Regions from separate parts of the Ovis aries genome. Here region 1 is linked to region 2. Evidence: chromatin contacts called from public Hi-C data. All regions are on one chromosome and are shown on one strand. Each heading gives the region's core, a stretch centred on a gene start, on an enhancer-like site or on the middle of the called end of the contact. The rest is flanking DNA. Distances are from core to core; before and after follow the strand shown.

The links. A called contact is a pair of places that touch in the nucleus more often than the background predicts.
Region 1: a Hi-C map of hypothalamus shows a contact between it and region 2, with 4 times the contacts expected there. The contact joins the promoter of OGFOD2 here to the promoter of DDX55 in region 2. A contact is called at or near these places in 2 of 16 Hi-C or Micro-C datasets (hypothalamus and liver).

What each region holds. Positions count from the first base shown.
Region 1 is chr17:52,598,682-52,602,870 of ARS-UI_Ramb_v3.0, reverse strand. OGFOD2 (2-oxoglutarate and iron dependent oxygenase domain containing 2) reads left to right here and starts at 2,868. Exons shown (of 5, transcript XM_060401131.1): 1 at 2,868-3,112; 2 at 3,971-4,027.
Region 2 is chr17:52,117,282-52,121,359 of ARS-UI_Ramb_v3.0, reverse strand. DDX55 (DEAD-box helicase 55) reads left to right here and starts at 1,934. Exons shown (of 12, transcript XM_042234557.2): 1 at 1,934-2,073. The coding sequence starts at 1,966.

The DNA of each region.
Region 1 (4,189 bases), core at 1,619-4,118, 480 kb before region 2:
GAGTACCCTAACAAGTGAGCTGGCCGGGGTTGGGGGCTGCACATGCAGGCCTGTGTGGTGGCTGCCTGGGCAGCCGGTCTGCCCTGGGCCTGAGGAGGTGAGAGGGGGATAGGAAGGTGCTGAGAAGGGGAATGAATAAAGACCTGGGGAAATAGATCCTTTCCTGGAGAGCAGGGCCCTTCACTATCGCTGGGCAATCAAGATGGCTGTAAAACTTTAATCACCTGCTCAGGCCCCACAGCTCTGGGCTGGGGCGTGGGGTCCTTGAGGGGCAAGCAGGCCCCTGACAGTTATTCTGCTCCCTGGGGAAGCCTGGTAGCTTTGGGAGTCCCAGGTCTGGGCCCCAGAATCTCCGAGGTGCAAAGACCTGGCTTTCATACCCAAGAAGGCACCTTTAGGAAGGATCCCAGCAGGGTCAGACTTGGGTTCCCTGCCAGACTGCCCCACACATGAGCTGTGTGACCTTGCGTGGGTCACTCAACCTCTCTGAGCCTCATTTTCCACATCTGTCAGATGGGGATAGCTCCTACCTCAAGTTCCTACCTTGTTGTGAGGACTAAACAGCTTCCCTTTGTACATAGAATAAAATCCAAAATGGTACCAGTGGCCCAAAGATTTGGTCCAAATACAACCCTGGCCCTGTTCCCTATGACTCGCCCTCTTGTAGGCTTTTTTCTGTTCTTCAGGCACTCCAAGCTCAGCCCACTGCAAGGCCTTTGGGTTTACTGGGTTTATTAATATAAGTGTGTGATTGTGACTGTAATGTGGAATGTTGCGTGCACATAAAGGAGGGAGTGTTGGCGGTATGTGTGAGGGTGTGTGCACGTGTGATTTTGTGTGCATGTGTGTTAGCATGTAAGGCTGTGTTTGAGTGTGTGCAAGAGTGTGTGTGACTGTGGATGTGAGTGTGACCGTGTGAACCTGTGTGTACACAAGAGGAAAGGAAAGCAGAGTCATCAAGAAAATGCCAACAAAGGATTTCCCTGGCAGTCTGGTATTAGGTCTCCACGGTTCCACTGCAGGGAGCATGGGTTCGATCCCTGGTCAGGAACTGAGATCCTACAAGCTACACGGTAAGGTCAAAATGTTCATACTGTGGTAAACAGGGAACTCAAAGGGAAGACTGTTGGGTTCAGTCCCCATATATATATGTCCCTTACTGGGGAATGACATGGGGCAGGTCACTGCACCTCTCTGGGCTTCAGTTTCCCCATGTGTATGTGTGTTTAGTTGCTCAGTCCTGTTCGACTCTCTGTGACCCCATGGACTGTAGCCCACCAGGCTCCTCTTTTCGTGGGATTCTCAAGCCTAGAATACTGGGGTGGCCAGCCATTCCCTTCTGCAGGGCATATTCCTGACCCAGGGATCGAACCTGGGTCTCCTGAATTGCAGGTGGATTCTTCACTATGTGAGCTGACATGGAAGCCCCTTGCCCTTCTGTATCATGGTAATATAACAGTATCCAGCTCAAAGGTTTGCTGTAGGGATGAAAGGAGTTAAGGTGAGTGGTAGTAGACGTATTAGCTCAGGTCTGGTCGAGGTGGGGCTCAGCCAACAGTTGTCATCCATAGTCACTGTTTATCTGGGAAGTCTTAAAGCCCCAGAGCCTTCCTCCCCACCTCCATCCCAGCTTCATGCTGAACCGTGGAGGGAACTCTAGTGCAGGAAGTTCTACAGGTCAAGACTTCCTCCCCAGGTGTGCATCTTCGTTCTGCCAGCTTGGCAACATGACTGCCAGCCCAGCTTCTTCTCAGGGCTTTGCAGATTGGGACCTTGGGGGTGCATGGTGGATCATAATGGGGTTCCCAAGACAGAGTTATCATGTGAAATGCTGTGCTGGATGAAGCACAAGCTGGAATCAAGACTGCCAAGAGAAATATCAATAACCTCAGATATGCAGATAACACCCTTATGGCAGAAAGTGAAGAACTAAAGAGCCGCTTGATGAAAGTGAGAAAGTGAAAAAGTTGGCCTAAAACTGAACTTTCAGAAAACTAAGATCATGGCATCCAGTCCCATCACTTCATGGCAAATAGATGGGGAAACAATGGAAACAGTGAGAGAGTTTATTTGGGGGGGGGGGCTCCAAAATCACTGCAGATGGTGAGTACAGCCATGAAATTAGAAGACGCTTGCTCCTTGGAAGAAAAGCTATGACCAACATAGACAGCATATTAAAAAGCAGAGACATTACTTTGCCGACAAAGGTCCATCTAGTTAAAGCTATGGTTTTTCCAGTAGTCATATATGGATGTGAGAGTTGGACTATAAAGAAAGCTGAGCACTGAAGAACTGATGCTTTTGAACTGTGGTGTTGGAGTAGACTCTTGAGAGTCCCTTGGACAGCACGGAGATCAGTCAATCCTAAAGGAAATCAGTCCTGAAGGACTGATGCTGAAGCTGAAACTCCAATACTTGGGCCACCTGATGCGAAGAACTGACTCACTGGAAAAGGCCCTGATGCTGGGAAAGATTGAAGGCGGGAGGAGAATGGGAAGACAGAGGATGAGACGGTTGGGTGGCATCACTGACTGGATGGACATACATGAGTTTGAACAAGCTCGAGGAGTTGGTGGTGGACAGGGAAGCCTGGCGTGCTGCAGTTCATGGGGTCGCAGAGTCAGACAGGACTGAGCGACTGAACTGGAGTAAACTGAAGACAGAGTTGCGTGTACTGTGATTGGGTCTCCGCGAGGTTGCGGGGCACGCTCTATCAAACAGAAACATACTCATCTCACACTTGGCTGTGCAGAACTTGAACCTGGTTGCGCGGGCTGCGGCCACAACCGACCACACCCTATTTCTCCCCTCACACCTGAATCCTTGAGGAGAGCCACCGGAAGTCTCGCCGGACGGAGCCCTCTCTTGGAGACACTCTATGGGGCACTCCGCGGCGAATCCTAAGAAACCCGGGCGTAGGCATCGGGAGCGCCGGACAGGGACCGGGATGAATGCTAAACCCAAGCTCAGACGCACAAAACTAGAGCTCAGTTGGAGCAAAATCGGACCCCAAGGCTCCAACTCTCCTCGTGACGTCAGCTGGTCCGCTAAAAGCTCCTAGCAGAAAAAGGAGGCAGCGCGTTTAAGCCGAAGGTCTTGGAATTCCGTGAAGGTATGACTCAGGTTCACCTATCTGTAAAGAGGATGATTAATCCCCGCCTCGCGGATGGAGAAACTGTGAAGCAGCAGCCCATTAGGCTGGCGTGCTCTTAGCCGACGCTGCCAGTCTCATTCCTGCCTGGAAGTATCTTTCTGCACCGCAGACCGTTTCCTGGGGCGGAGTCTTCGTTCTTTTCTGAACATGGGAATTTAGAACGGACCCTTAGCCGCTGGTTTCAAACAGCGCCCCTGCCCAGCTGGGGGCGTACCCGGAAGTGTTCCTACGGTAGCCGGCGGGGCATTGCAACGCTTCTCACCATGGGGACCGCAGCGGCTCCCCGGCGCTTCTGCCGCTGCGCTTGCTTTTGCTCAGAGAACTTGTACGTGGCGCGCTACGGGCTGCACGTGCGCTTCCGGAGCGAACAGCAGCTGCGCCAGGACTACGAGCCCGTGAGTGGCCTCTATTGGCTCTGCGGGAAAACGAGCTGGGAGCGGTGGTGGAGGAGGGACCTCAGTCCCCGGGGTCGTTTACTTTGCCTTTGGCCCACTCAGATCGGACGAGAAGATTGACTTAACCTCTAGCTGCCTCTCTTATTTTCCACCTCAAATGGCGATCATGGTATCGCTTTAGTGAGACTGTCGTTAGAAATCAGTGAATGAACTACATGTAAAGTGCTCAGGGCAGGGCCTGGCTGAGTACTCTGTTATTAACAAGAGCCGCTGCTGTGTGCTTAACATGCTAATCACATTTCATTTTTATGATCCTGTGATCGGATCATCTTCATTTCAAGGTGGAGAAGCTGAGGCTCAGAGACCTTAAGAGACTTGCCCCAGGTCACACCATCATGCTTACTGGTTTTTCTGCTCTCAGATCCTGCGCAGCAGAGGCTGTGTCAGCCCTAAAGACTTCCAGCAGCTGTTGGGAGAGGTAACACACCCCACCCTCCACCGCCTCCTCTGCACCCAGCCCGGCCCTTCCTGTTTAGATTTGGGTCAGCAGCTTGAGGGGTCTCCCGGCCTCAGGTCTGCCAGTGTCTGATCCCAGAAGGGCTCCTTTGACCTCCCCTTACCTCCTTCCTGTCCCTACTTA
Region 2 (4,078 bases), core at 685-3,184:
GAGGCCTGGCGTGCTGCAATTCACAGGGTCCCAAGGAGTCGGACACGACTGAGTGAACTGAACTGAAAATATCTGGGTGACTGCCTGGTGCTACCAGTTGTAGTCACTGAAATAAAATAGAGGAAAATCCCCTTTATCCAACTTTTAGTGGGGGAGATGAGCCTAGTCATATAAATTATATGGCATATTAATAATGTGTTATGGGGGAAAGTGAAAAAGGGCAAATAGTTTTAGTGATTATGAAGGGAAGGCATCACTGGTGACATTTCAAAAGTCCTTATGGATGTAGGGAGCAAGACAAGCTGAAGATACGGGCCCAAGGCATAATAGTCTTAACCGAAACACAGTTGTGTCTGACTCTGCGACCCCATGGACTGTAACCCACCCAGGCTCCTCCATCCATGGAGTATTCTAGGTAAGAATACCAGAGTGGGTTGACATTTCCTCTTCCAGAGGAGCTTCCTGATCCAGGGATGGAACCCAGGTCTCCCCCATGTGGGCAGACTCTTTACTGTCTGACCCACCAGTGAAGCCCAAAGGCGAGTTCTTAACCACCAGACCACCAGGGAAGTCCCTGACTGGAGTGGGTTGCCCTGCCCTCCTCCAGGGGATCTTCTGTATCCATGATAGAACTCGGGTCTCCTGCCCTGCAGGCAGATAACTTCACCGTCTGAGCCACTAGGGAAGCCCAGCCACTGGCAAGGCCCAACATTCAGAAAACTAAGATCATGGCATCTGGTCCCATCACTTCATGGGAAATAGATGGGGAAACAGTGGAAACAGTGTCAGACTTTCTTTTTGGGGGCTCCAAAATCACTGCAGATAGTGACTGCAGCCATGAAATTAAAAGATGCTTACTCCTTGGAAGGAAAGTTATGACCAGCCTAGACAGCATATTGAAAAGCAAAGACATTACTTTGCCAACAAAGGTCCATCTAGTCAAGGCTACGGTTTTTCTAGTGGTCATGTATGGATGTGAGAGTTGGACTGTGAAGAAAGCTGAGCGCCAAAGAATTGATGCTTTTGAACTGTGGTGTTGGAGAAGACTCTTGAGAGTCCCTTGGACTGCAAGGAGATCCAACCAGTCCATTCTAAAGGAGATCAGTCCTGGGTGTTCTTTGGAAGGACTGATGCTGAAGCTGAAACTCCAGTACTTTGGCCACCTCATGTGAAGAGCTGACTCATTGGAAAAGACTCTGATGCTGGGGAGGGACGGGGGCAGGAGGAGAAGGGGACGACAGAGGGTGAGATGGCTGGATAGCATCACCGACTCGATGGATGTTAGTTTGAGTGAACCCCGAGAGTTGGTGATGGACAGGGAGGCCTGGCGTGCTGCGATTCATGGGGTCGCAAAGAGTCGGACACGACAGACTGAACTGAACTGAACTGAACAGCTTCCTGAATCAGTTGTACACGTGCATGAAACAATCCAGTAGTGAACACAGGAATAAGATACAGTGTTCTTATTTAGGTCTCTGACCTAACTTCATGGAAGTAAATCAATATTTATTTTCTCCCAGGCAGTGGATCCGCACCATCAGTCTATTTGCCTATCTAGGGCTCCGGAATTGGGGTACATTTCTGTCCACTCCCTCCGGACCTACTGTCCTTTGGCCAGGATGCGGTGTTGTGCTGCCATCTGTCTCCGACTGGCGGGGACCTCCGACCGGCGGGGAGAGTGTGAGAGCCGGGGCAAAATCCCTCCCGCCCAAATGCCTGCTCGGTGTGGAAAGGCGCCCGGAGCCTAGGCGGTTGCACTGGACGAATGGCACTACTCCAGCCGGGTTCCCGCCGCCCGCTTTTATTCGCCAGAAGTCGGCTTTCCACTCTCCTGCTCCAAAGGTGCCTTTCCCGCCTTCCGGATCTTTGCGAAGGGAGTGCGGTTTCCGGGCGGCCGGCTTGGCGACCGGAAGCGGAAGTGCTCCCGGGAGGCGTCCGGGTAGTAGCTCGGTGGCTGAGCGCACCATGGAGCACGTGACGGAGGGTTCCTGGGAGTCGCTACCGGTGCCGCTGCATCCGCAGGTGCTGAGTGTCTTGCGGGAGCTCGGTTTTCCGTACATGACGCCGGTGCAGGTACTCGGCATAGGCCCTGGGGGAGGAGGGCCCTCGGTGCCAAGAGGGCAGGTTGGGAAAGGGAAATTCAGAGCTGGGACTTTTTTGTCATGTCGTCTTTCTGCTTCACCGACTTGGGTGATGCCTGGCTGGTTAATGATCGCCAGGCAGAGGCGGCAGGCGGCGGCGCTCCTGTACTAGGGTTTTCATAACAGCTCTCCTCCATCCGCTCTTAGGTGCTGGGACTTAAGTGCCTGGCTCGTATCCTACTCTTAAATTCGTATCTTGCTTTTAAGTACCTGGTTCGTATCCTGGCCCTGCCCTCTGTAGATCTGTGAGACCTTGAGCAAATGACTTAACCTCTCTGAGCTTCATTTCCTTTCCGTGTGAAATGACGAAAATAGTATTACCTAAGAATTGTTGTGAGGATTACCTAAGACAATGTTACGGACCCTCAGTAAATGTAACCTGTTGTCTTGTTATGTGGGCTAAGTGAAGTGTCTTGGTCCAGCTCACTCATTTATTCAAGCAGTTTCTCCAGGACAAATATCAGGTACTCTTTTAGACTTGGGATTTTGCAGTGTTGGTCCTGACTCACGGCCCTTGCTTTTTAATGCAGAAGAGAGAGAAGGGAGTAAAGAAATAAGGTAATTTCAGCTGGTGATCAGTGTTGTGGAGGAGACAGTGACAAGAAAGTACAGGGCAGAAGGTAAGATAAGAGAAGGCCTCTTGGAGGAGGTGTCTTTAAGCTGAAACCTGAATGAGAAGGAGGCCAAGGGATGACTGGAGGCAGGATATTCCAGCAAAGAGAAATGCCAGTACAAGTGGAATGAGCTTGGAGGAACAGAAAGGCCTTTGTGGCTGGGGCATCATGAGTAGCGTAAGAGATGAGCAAATTGAGGGCTGACCACGCAGGGTCTTACTTGTGGGATCTTGTATTTTATTCTGGATGTAGTGAGAAGCCGTCTTACATGGGAGGCTGCAGAAGAGAAGGGCCGTGACTGCTGTGTAGACAGTGGACTTTAGGGGAGTAAGAGAAGAAGCGAGGCCATCCACTAGGAGGCCGTTGTCAAGTTAGAGGTGATGGTGGCTTGGAATAGAGAGGAGGTTGTGGATATTGAGGAGTCGCTTTTGAGATAGCTTTCGGGTTGCTGAGGGACCAGATGTGGGGGTCAGGAAAGAGGAATCTAGAGGGACCCTGAGGTTTTTGTCTTTAGTGACTGGGTGATTGGTGGTGTTATTTACTAAGGTGAGGAAAGCTGGCAGGGGTAACAGCCTTCAAAGGGAAAATCTAGAGTCCTGTTTTGGAATGTTGAGATGTGTGTAGGCTCCTCAGGAAAGGTGTGGAGGAGGCAGGCAGTGCTGTGTGTCATGCCGTGGGACTGCTGGGCAGAGAGGACCCAATATTTGCCATTAGAGTCCATGGTCTCAGTGCTGTCCACTGTGGTAGCCACTCACATATGACTATTAAGAACACTTGAAACACGGTGAGTCCAAATTGAGATGTACTCTAAATATAAAAATCTATGATGGATTTTGAGGACTTAGCATGAAAGACAAATGAAAAATATCTCATTCATTTAAAAAATATTGCTTACACATCGAGCCGACAATATTTTGGATGATATTAGGTTAAATAAAATATAAATAAAAATTCATTTTGTCTATTTTTGCTTAAAAATTTATTTATTTATTCATTTGGCTACATCGGCTCTTTGTTGCATCATGCAGGATCCTTCACTGTGGGCACAGACTCCAGAGTGTGTGGGCTTTAGTAGCTGTGGTGTTCAGGCTTAGTTGTTCCACAGCATGTGGAATCTTAGTTTCCTGACCAGGGATCGAACCCAGGCCCCTGCATTGCAAGGCGAATTCTTAGCCACTGGACTACCAGGGGAGTCCCTCTTTTTACTTTTCTTAATGTGGCTACTAGATGAGTATGTGGCTCACATTATATTTCTTTTTTTTTTTTTAAAGTATAACTGATTTACAGTGTTGTGTCAATCTCTGCTATATAGCAAAGTGACTC